2 separate regions of the Triticum aestivum genome follow, and region 1 is linked to region 2. Evidence: chromatin contacts called from public HiCAR-type data. All regions are on one chromosome and are shown on one strand. The core of a region is the stretch at or near the end of the contact, and the rest is flanking DNA. Distances in the headings are between cores, read along the strand shown. Region 1 holds the start of LOC123092643 (SH3 domain-containing protein 2). Region 2 holds the start of LOC123092642 (LRR receptor-like serine/threonine-protein kinase FEI 1).

What was found. HiCAR-type assays count read pairs that join an accessible place to other places.
Region 1: a contact with region 2 is called in a HiCAR-type map of leaf, with 6 times the contacts expected there. The contact joins the promoter of LOC123092643 here to the promoter of LOC123092642 in region 2. A contact is called at or near these places in 5 of 5 Hi-C or Micro-C datasets (leaf, root and an unstated tissue) and 1 of 1 datasets of contacts at active chromatin or transcription factors (leaf).

Annotation. Positions count from the first base shown.
Region 1 is chr4B:449,486,004-449,491,536 of IWGSC CS RefSeq v2.1, reverse strand. It overlaps LOC123092643 (SH3 domain-containing protein 2), which reads left to right and starts at 1,907. Exons shown (of 10, transcript XM_044514455.1): 1 at 1,907-2,701; 2 at 3,115-3,231; 3 at 4,532-4,601; 4 at 4,697-4,845; 5 at 5,188-5,289; 6 at 5,531-5,533. The coding sequence starts at 2,642. LOC123092644 (protein ENHANCED DOWNY MILDEW 2) reads left to right here. Exons shown (of 10, transcript XM_044514456.1): 8 at 296-606; 9 at 693-764; 10 at 852-1,367. The coding sequence ends at 966.
Region 2 is chr4B:449,155,074-449,160,329 of IWGSC CS RefSeq v2.1, reverse strand. It overlaps LOC123092642 (LRR receptor-like serine/threonine-protein kinase FEI 1), which reads left to right and starts at 2,835. Exons shown (of 14, transcript XM_044514453.1): 1 at 2,835-3,167; 2 at 3,643-3,847; 3 at 3,939-4,074; 4 at 4,277-4,348; 5 at 4,451-4,522; 6 at 4,745-4,816; 7 at 5,058-5,129. The coding sequence starts at 3,754.

The sequences.
Region 1 (5,533 bases), core at 658-3,157, 330 kb before region 2:
CTTTGTATTTTCTGAGATATATTATATTCTGTTTGTGATGGAACTGTTACTTGATTTACTGATTTCTTAATTCTCTATGTCATTGAGAATAATGAGAAAAACAGTAGAGTTCTTTGAAGCTAAAGTATTGTGATTCTGTAGATGTAGGAGCCAATGGAACAACTACTAATGATACTTGATTTTGATTGCATATAGGCTCTAAAATAATATTCAGGATCTTTTTGCATATGCAGTTGCTCGTCAGGATAGATCAGATTCCTTTAATTCTCCAACTTTTTGTTTGCATTTTTGTCAGGTCATCATACAGTGCAATAAAAGGGGCTGTAAGCGCTTTTACCACCCTGAATGTCTTCCACTGGACATCAATAATTTGCCAGGGGATTCATGCCCTATGCATGAATGCTACTCGTGCAAGAAAAAACATGCAACATCAAAGGGTAACAAAACAACAGGAAAAACAAAGGGAAAAGGAACGTGCAGGAAAAAACATGCAACGTTGGAGGGTAATAAAACAATAGGAAAATCAAAGGGAAGGGGAACGTGGGGAATGGACTTGGTGCTATGCAGGCGCTGCCCCAAAGCATTTCATCGGAAGTGCTTGCCAAGGTGTGATTTATGTATCGGATAGCTCGTGTTGATATTGTCTGCTTTGATGTATCTTCTTTTGTTGACCCTTTGTGCTTGTATTGTAGGAAAATCAATGGCGGTGAAGGTGAAATAAAGAGGATATGGGAGACTGCGGGTGGGACTGTGTTCTATTGCAGGTAGCTTTGCCGTCGTCCTTTTGTCATTCTCTGTGTCCTCTGTCTGTTCTACTTTCAGAGTGTGTTACAGGTGCAAAATCTTTGCAGGGATCATGAGATGGTAGAAAATCTCAGAAGTGCAAAGAGGAATCATATTAAGTTTCGAGAAGAAAAACCTAAAGGTGCGACTGAAAACCAAAGTGTTGAGGATGGGAACAAGTGAAGTGTTCCTGTTGCGAAAAATATGGCCGGACCTGTGGTGGCCTCCCTCCATGATTTATCTTCCAACTTGTTGGAGAAAGGAAGCTTGTCTTGGGCTCTTGGAGAATCGCAAAGATAGTGAAGTGAAAACTTTGGTGTCGTCTATGACAGATAACATTATCTGCAGTCTTGCGTCATTCATGTGTTGATGTGTTGATGTGGTTTATGTCCGGTGACCGTGAAACCGCTCTGGTGTGTAGCGTGACATTGTTATTTCGTACATTGCCAGAATTTGGACATTAATCAGGTAGTATGAACCGCCATTAAGACGACGCAGATGTGAGTCGTCATGATAGAAATGTGCTGGCATGTCACCGGCAGGGGTCTTTCCTCCCTTGCCCTTATCTGGTTGGTGCTTCTAATGCTAGTTTCATTTGGTTGCCCCTGGCTTGCTGTGATGATGGATGCAGGTCACACACAGGTGCCAATCTGGGCCAGCTCACCTGAGGGCGACGCTTTGCTGGGCCGCATTGTTTACAGTTGAGCCTATCATTTTTCTGTTTGGCCAGTGCTTTGCTGAATCTGTCATGACCGGGATGGATTGCAACGTGGCGAGTTAAGCGACTGAGAGCTTGCCTCAGGACGCATTCAGTTGAGATGACACGACGGTCTCAAATATTTTACTGGTGAGATGAGATTAGATGACGGGGTAGGCTTGACCTCGCAGAGCCACGCGCCTACGCCGACGCGAGAGCGACCGAGCACAAGAGCGCTTGGCTGGCAGCAGTCAAAAGCCGGCCACCAGCACCATTTCATCCCTGGCGGTGTCGTCAGCGGAATGGCCGGCGTCTTAAACAAACAACGAGCACGATGGCTGGCGACGGCGAGTAGAACAAAATGCAAAGATTTTGTCCGTTGCAGATTAGATAAGCTGCGGGCCGCGGCGAGGATGGCCGCCGCTCGTGCCACCGGCAGGCACCAAGTCCACGCCTCCGCCACTTTCAGTTCATTCGCCCCTACGCTCCCCGTCGCGTCAGGTCGCTCTCTACGCGCGCACCCCCAGTCAGTCCCACCTCCCACGCGCACGGCACGGCGCACCCCCAATGGCGTGGGACTAACGCGCGGCTCGACTCACAATCCCGTCACACGTCCATCGTTCTCGCTTTCTCTGGAAACCGGAACACCCCCCATTTCTACGGTCCAGCTTAGCTGTTCGCTCTACAGTTTGGTCGGCAGTCGTCACCGTCGTCGGCCGGCGCGCTCCGTGCCCGCCGCCGCGGCGGGCGGTTTTGACCTCCCGCCTCGCGCTCGCCTCGGTTGAGGTTGCCAGGCAGTTACTTACCTTACACCACGGCAGCAGCGACTGCCTTCCGCTTCCGCTTCCGCACCAACCCCACCACCACCACCACCACCGTCACCGCCACCACAGCAACCCAACAAACCGCGGAGAGGCGAGGGGCGGTTGCTCTACTGCTGCTCCCTCCCTCCTAGCGCCGCGCTGCTGCTGCTCATCCTAGCAGCCGCCGCCTCCCCTCCCCTTCTAGCGCTTCGCGTCGTGTCGTTTAGCAGTCAGGAGAGTGCTCCACCCTGCTTTCCCCCTCCGGGGTTCGTTATTTCGTGGCTTGCGGCGGCCCCAAATCCTATCTACCGCCGGAGAGGCGCCGTTCGCTTTTGATCGATCCTGTCGGCCGGCGCGGATGGAGGCGCTCAAGAAGCAGGCCAGCAAGCTCCGGGAGCACGTCGCCAAGCAGCAGCAGGTACGGGTTCCCCTCCCAAATTCCACAAATTCAGCCTCCCGCCGATCACCGTGTGGCCGGAATTTCGCCGGAAGTACAGGCGTGGTTCTTCCCCCGGCTATTGCTCCCCCAGTCAATTCCACACAGAGTTAGTTTGAGAATTTTGAGGTTATGGGTAGTGACCACTGTATCGGGAGAACAGAACAGAACAGCAGCCATTGGAAGGGAACGAGTGAATTGCATATCTATTCTTTAGGTTTCTGACACTAATATGGACCTACTCATTTCTTGCACGTTTGACTGTGGATACCCACTTATTCGGAAGCTGAGCCTAATTTTGCTTGGTCCAATCCAATAGAATAGATGGGTTCGAGCATCATATGACATGCTTCTTTGCCTGTTTCATTCTTGAGAGAGTTACATTTACTTTGCAGGCGGTTCGCAAGACGTTCAGCGCACGCCATAATCAAGACACTTCGCTTGTTGATGAAGCTGAACTTGAGTGCCACCAGAATCTCCAGAAGCTTTATAATACCACAAGAGCAGCTAAAGTATGTCTTCCTTCAGTTTGTTACATGTGATAGATAAGAGATTATTTACGGTACATCGTACTACTGAGATTTAGGTGTAGTATTAAGTTAATCCAACGATTGATATGGTTCGCCTAAAAGCTCAGCTTGAGGATAGCTTGGTAATTTCCGACTAGGCTAATATTCTCAGCTTTGGGTTCGGCTCTCGCCCGATCGATTCAATGCCTCCAATTAATCCAGAAGGAACAGGAAAATCAACTGATCACAACCACATGACCTCGCCTCCCTGCGAACGATCCCAATATAGCTCCGCCATATGTGACGATCGCCGCCACACGTGACGAGCGCAGCTGTACGCCCGCTCCTCCCTTGCGCCACCGCTGTCAGGTGAGATGCTGCTGCATGGAAGGTCGATGAGGAGGGCGATGCCGCCAATCGCTGCTCTCGTCTCCCTTTTCAACACCAACAATGATGAAGCATGGAATCCAAGAGCCCATGCAAAACTTTAGCACTAGTCTGGTCATTGATCTTAGCAGTAGCTGGATGATGCATGTTACATGTAGGCTACCACAAAGAGCTTACATGCTATAACATAACGGCATCACATACTCCCTCCGCCCCAAAATTCTTGTCTTACATTTGTCTAAATACGGATGTATCAAGTCACGTTTTAGTATTAGATACATCCGTATCTAGACAAATCTAAGACAAGAATTTTGGGACGGAGGGAGTATTACATAGCGAATTTGGGACACAAATGAATCAGTTCCACTACTGTTTTGTAACTTCAGAGAGAAACAGTGTGTATGACACATTCAATCCATGTCCTGATCCAACCATATAATTACTACTTCCAAGTTCCACAAAAAACTGTTTCGCTCGACGCCAATTCCAAATCCAAGCCTAAACAAGCGTGGACGTCGAACTCAACGGAAGGCAATGACGGTGTGCTTGGCGGCCAGGCGATGGAGAGCAGCATGCTCTCGCGCCCAGACCCGCGTACCCCGCACCCACTATGATTCATCCCCAACCCGATGCGAGCCCACCACCACTCCACCAACAGCACGAACGGCAGCTCCGGCGGCATCCCTCCAGCCGTCGCCCAGCTCGTGGATTACCAGCAGAAGCTGGATGCTGGACTGCCCAAAGTGCCCTCCATGCCTGAATATACTACAAGAATTCTAGTGTAGTATTGTTATTATATCTTAGCCGTTGCATCATAAAAATAAACGGCATAGAATAACTTAATGTACTGTAAAAGGACTCACAGATAACTAGTCTAGCCGATTGTAAAGTGAATTGATTGTGTCTCATTTTGTAGCATTTCCAACGAACCATTGTACGAGGACTGGAGGGTTTTGTTGCTGTTAGCACCAAACAGATGGAGATAGGTAACTTCACATTATTTTTGTTGTTGTTGTTGTTGTTGTATGTGCATATGCTTCTATTTTGAGATGTTGTCAAGCTATAATGTTTCTTCCTGTAGTGAAAAAGCTAGCTGAGGATTGTTGCAAATATGGAAACAACAATCAAAATCTTGGTTTTGTTCTTGGAAAGGCTTCAGTTGAGTTTGGTAAATCCCACAGCCAAATGGAGATAGAGCGGGAGAAACTTCTTAGAGTTCTTGGAGAGCAGGTGATGGCTATTCCCATCCTCAGTTTCACTATTTCATAAGTTTCTCAACATCACAAATGTTGCCTTCATGGCGTTATGTTTATTAGTCTGAAACATCTAGGTTGTGATATATTTTCCTTTTTACCCTTGAGCGGAATGTCATCCGAAGCTAGATGTGGTTTATTCTGTTGAAATTTACAAAATAGTATCAAAGCAAGTAGTGAATGCCAAATGTGATATGATGATTTCTGCATTCTAAAATGCACATATAACTTCTTTATGAATACATCTAACTGATGACATCACATTTTCTGATTGAGCTGTATTGCTACTGTTTAACCATTTGGTTTTTCCTACCCACAGGTTTTTGAGCCTCTTCGAGAAATGATAATGAGTGCTCCTCTTGAAGATGCTCGCTTGTTAACTTATCGCTATCAACGGATCAGACAAGATATGGAGTCTCAGGTAAATGAATAGCAGATGAAAAATTATCTTCTCCAGAGCAGTGGTTATGCCAGGAGTTAGTACCTGTGATTTCACTCCTTTAGCTTCCATGGACTAATACATAAAACTAGAAATTATAGCAAAACAAAGTGGCATTTGGAAAAATCTGTGTGGTCAGCTGATCACAGAGCTACTCGCCTAGTACTGTAACTACTTCAGAGATCCCTGCCTGATACTAAAAAGACAATGTTTCTCTTATTAGATA
Region 2 (5,256 bases), core at 1,586-4,085:
TTTTGTGTTGTTGTTTCAGAATTTTCAGTAGCCTCCAATTCTCCATCCTATCCATAGCTGACTCTACGTACGCTCCCATCAACCGCCAAATCGATCCACCCCCCTGCTTAACATCCACATCCACATGCCGCCTTCCATACGATCTCAAGGTCACATCCACTCCTCTTCGCCAGAACAAAATGACCCCTCTCCCAGTCCCCTCATCTTTCCACGATGTCATGTTGGTGATCCTGAACCACTACCTAAACCTCCCTAACTCCTTCTCCTCCATTCTTGTTTCACACAAGAACAAAATATCGGGATTCTCCACTCTCCCCAATTCAAGAAGAGAACGAATTGCTAGGCCATTCCCGAGACCCCGGTAGTTCCAGCTGACTATTTTCATTGCTCCCGGCAGGGCTCCTCTAGCCGCCCGGTTGGTATGCTTGTGGTTGTGTTGTTTACTTCTTCCTCGCCTCTTGAACTGTTGTCATCTATTTCGCTGTAAGATCAGACTCTTCTCCACTTTTGCCCTTCTTGAGGTTGCTGGCTACACTAGTATCCATCTCTTCAGCTTCTCTTTTCCCAGTTTAACATCTAGGTTACCGTTCAAGCCCACTCCCTCCGGACGCACCTTCCTCTTGAATTTCTTCCCATCCTTCCCCTTCCCAGCATTACTATCTGACATCTCCCTCCGAGGACTTCTCTCTTCACCAACCTTGTTAATCTTTGCCGCCGCTCCCTCATTTTTACCTTCCATCTGCGCTAACAGTGCCCCCCACAACCAGTAGGTCTACTACCATATTGTTTTGCTCCCTATCCTGCAGAGTGTTTGGAGCTGGATCTAACTGGAGGCTTTTAGTTCCCTATTTGTTGCAGCTTTGTCGACTATCTCAGTCAGTTTCAGTGGACTCGTGACCTACCCCTCTTCAGCTGTGTTCTTGTCACTGTTCTCAAAGTTTGAGCTATCTTTTTTCCAGGATGCCGCATTGCTCCCTGAGCCACCAGAGCCTCTTCCCCAGCCATATAGCCTCCTTTCCCCTGAACCATGAGAACCATGATTCCCTCTACCTTCGCCTATGCTCTTTCTGTCAGTGTTACCCCATATATCTTGCCATTTCCCTCTTCCTCCGCCCCCTCTTCTATAGCTTTCCTCAGCCCTCATCCATGGGTCATATTGCGATGCGTCACCTCTAATAGGCTTCCTCCTGCACTCCTTCTCACCATCCCCGATCACACCACAAGAATAGCAAAAGTCGAGCATGTGCTCGTATTCAAAACGACACCGAAGCAAGTCCTTCTTCTTCTTCTTCTTCCTCTTCTTCTTCTCACCTAGCTCCACTATTGTTTCACCTTTATTCTCCTCCCGCCTATTCTCCCTATCCAACACAAAACCCCTCATGAGGGGCTCATTGATATCCAACTTAACCTTCACTCGGAGGTACTTCCCCATTACCTTGCCCCCATGACCAACATTCACATCCAGAAACTCATGAAAATCAGCACCAATGCTCTCCCAGTGGCTTGTTCATATACCCAAGAGGTAGCCCAAAGACACAGATCCACATGGGAATGAGGTTGAAGTCATATTCATCCACTGTCTTCTCCGGATCAAACTCCTCCATGACGATCAACTCCTTGTCAAACCACCAGGGGCCTTCCTCCAATGCTCTTATCCAGGATGTTTGCCTCTAGCTCTTTGCACTCCAAGCCTTTAATCGGACACCAAATTCTTCCCAAGGTTTTCCCTACTACCCCTGCGTGCGCTGATTTTTCCGAGAACAACTTCTCCACTGCCTGAGGATCATCCGGTGCCCAATCATACGATTACCCCTTCTCTGCCTGCCCTGCCTTCGCACTCCTTTCCACCGCCGAAAACTTCAAACCTCTCATCAGTCCTTCCACATCCTCCATCACTCCTTCACAACCCCGCACACCAAGACAAAGTACCCTAGGGACGAACCGGTGGTGTACGACCGCGGTCCCTAGCTCGCGGAGACTTATGGTGGATGGGACGGAGTGTGGATGAGGTGGTTTGCAGGGAGGCGATCCTGAAAAGTCAGACTGATGCAGATCGATGATCGGCGGCGGTGTCCATGCCAGAAACCCTAGGGAGTCTGGGTTCGCCCCGAGATCGCCACTCCGTGACGTACGCTAACCGTCACCGTAAGGGACGGACCTATTATTGAAGACCTTCTTATGGCTAGGTATGAAATTGGTCTGCCCAAAACATGTTGATTGCTATGAGTATGTGATTCGTGAGTTCCTCTAGCTAATAAGTACTCCCTCCGTTCCTATATAAGTCTTTCTAGAGATTTCAATATGGCTACATACAGATGTATATAAACATAGTTTAGAGTGTAGATTCATTTATTTTGCTCCGTATGTAGTCCATATTAAAATCTCTAAAAAGACTTATATTTAGGAACGGAAGGAGTACATCATGAGCCCTCTCTGCAGTAAAGAATGCGTCGCTTTTCTCGTCCAAGTGAAGAGAGATGTCGTTGTCACTTCGCGTGCCATAATACAAGCCCATTTTTTCGGGTACAAGTACAAACACCTTAACCCAATGATAACTGCTAAACAGCAATACAGACAACGAACTTGCTCTAAGCACAAGATTTCCTTTAATAACAATATAAAATCAACACGAAATCTAATCAGACAAATTCCGTATATCATGCAAGGCAATCTGGTAATAACTGAGCGATTAGCTGTTCGCCCCGTCGTCCCGTGTGCCGCCGTCGCTGACGCAGTGCGCGGACAAAACCGCACTCTCTCACGCTCACTGCTACGACTACTCGCGCCCCAGCTCCAGTCCCACTCCCACACCCACGCCACCACCGGCTGCCTAATCTCCTCGGACCCATTTACCCTCCCCCCTCACTCTGCCAGTGCTCAGTGCTCTCAGCTCTGCTCACCACCACCACCACCACCACAGTGACCACACCACACCACACCCAGTGCCGCTTCTTCCCACTCCCTGCTCACATCCTCCATCTCCCCCACCGCTAATCGTCGGCACCTCTGTTCCCTGAGCTCCTCTTCCTCCTCGAGTCCAGACCCACCAATCTCAACCCAACCGCGGCTCTACCGCCCGCCGCCGCGCCGTAGCAGCTTAGCGTCGCCGCCGCTCTCCTCGCCGCAAGATCGCGCTCCTGCTGTCTCCGCCCCGCTGAGGGTTTGAGGTACGGGCTCATTCCCATCCAGTGATGCTCTTAGTTAAACCCCACCGAGCTCCAGGATTTCTGCTCCGGGCGTGCCGCTCACGCCATCTAGATCCGCTACTGGTTCCCGATTTGAGAAACGAGCCCGCCTAATGCTTCCGTCCTGTAGATTTATTTTCTTGGATTTGGGGAATCTCGAAGTCAGATGCTCGAAGGCAGCTAGTTCAGTTAGCCTGAAAGGATTATTTTTTTGCATAAAAAGACTGAAAATGTTGCTTCATTTAGTTCCCATAGCATCTCGAAAAAAAGTTAGTAGCTCCCATATCATGGCCGCCAATTTCGTGCGAAAGCCCCGGACACCGTTATCTCGAAAAGTACTGCATTTGATCTGCTATTTTTTCTCCGCCGTTCAAGGCTTAAGATTTCTCTGAGCGCGTCTTTAGTTTGTTACTACTATATGATTATTGCTGATTTGTTTTGCTTTTCACCATTGCAGGGTTGGTTGGTTGGGTTCTCTCCGATTGTAAAGATGCATACCGTATTTCCTCATTCATGACCTCTGGAATATGCTCTAGTCACCCTTGTATGCTCCACCAGGTGGTGACAAATGGGCTATTTTCTCAGAAAACAGCCCGGTTTCCTCTTTATTCTGATCATCCTGCACTTTGGGGGCCGTGCAGCAAGAGCGCTAAGTTCAGACGGTATGTGATGATGGTTGTGGCTGCTCACGGGCCATTTGATTTGTTTTTTCTGCTTATCCAATACTGATCATGCACGAACTGTTTCATACAGGTGAAGCACTTCTCGCCTTTAAGAAGGCAATCACAAATTCAGATGGGGTCTTTCTAAGTTGGCACGAACAAGACGCGGATCCCTGCAAATGGAAGGGTGTTAAATGCGATGGTCACAGCAAGAGAGTGATTTATCTGTAAGAAACAAAAAACCACTCTGCATATTAACTCTGCTTACTGTCATTTGCTCAACTTCTTAACCTATCCACTCACTGTTTTGCTTCACTGTTTTGCTTCAGTTATTTGGTGTTCATATTTTGGACACCATGTCCTAGTTTCAATTCATATTCAGTATTTTGAGTCGCATTATCATAAGGTCACTCACTGCCTTCCATTTAGGATTCTCCCATATCACAAGTTAGTCGGGCCCATACCACCAGAAGTTGGAAGGCTAAATCAGCTGCAGACTTTGTAAGTGTGTTCACCTTTTCTTTTTTTGCATTTCTTAGCTATTTCCCGCCTTGTATATCAAAGAACTTGGTCTTTGATATAAATGTGGTTTTATGTCATTAGATCACTACAGGGGAACAGTTTGTATGGTTCACTCCCTCCCGAGCTAGGAAATTGTACCAAGTTGCAACAACTGTAAGTTTTATTGTAATTCTGATTGCTACCTATGTTTTTTTTCATCGAATGAAATGTTAGATTCTGCAACGGATAATTAATTAAATGTTAGATGCTGCAACTGATAATTAATGGTCACAAGCTTCTTGTATCTGTGCCAGAGAATTTTTAGCATGTAATTTTTGCTTTTATTTCTTCTGTGAAATCAGGCTCTTATTGCGTATGTTGTGAAATCACTTGCAGGCATCTACAAGGAAATTATATAAGTGGATATATCCCTTCGGAATTTGGTGATCTGGTTGAACTTGAGACGTTGTGAGTCCTCTGGTGTAGTTTTAGCTTCTTTATTAAATTTGATTATTAATTTCGTATCAGATAAATACCTCAGGTTAGACTAATGTTACTACATCTGCCATGTACCATTTTTTACAGTAATGGGTCATATAAGAAGGCTTCAACACAAATTATATGTATTGAAATGTAGATAAATTCACCTTTTGTGTTTATGTTATTTAGATATTCATTCCTATTTCTGAAATATGTTTATTTTATCCAGGGACTTATCCAGCAATACGTTGAAGGGATCAATCCCGCATTCTCTTGATAACCTGACCAAACTTGCATCTTTGTAAGTGCTTTTTTTTTATGTCCATAAGCTGACCAAACCTGTTATGTTAAGCTACTCTCTCCGTCCCAAAATAAGTGTCTCAACTCAACTTTGTACTAACTCTAGTACAAAGTTGTACTAAGGTTGA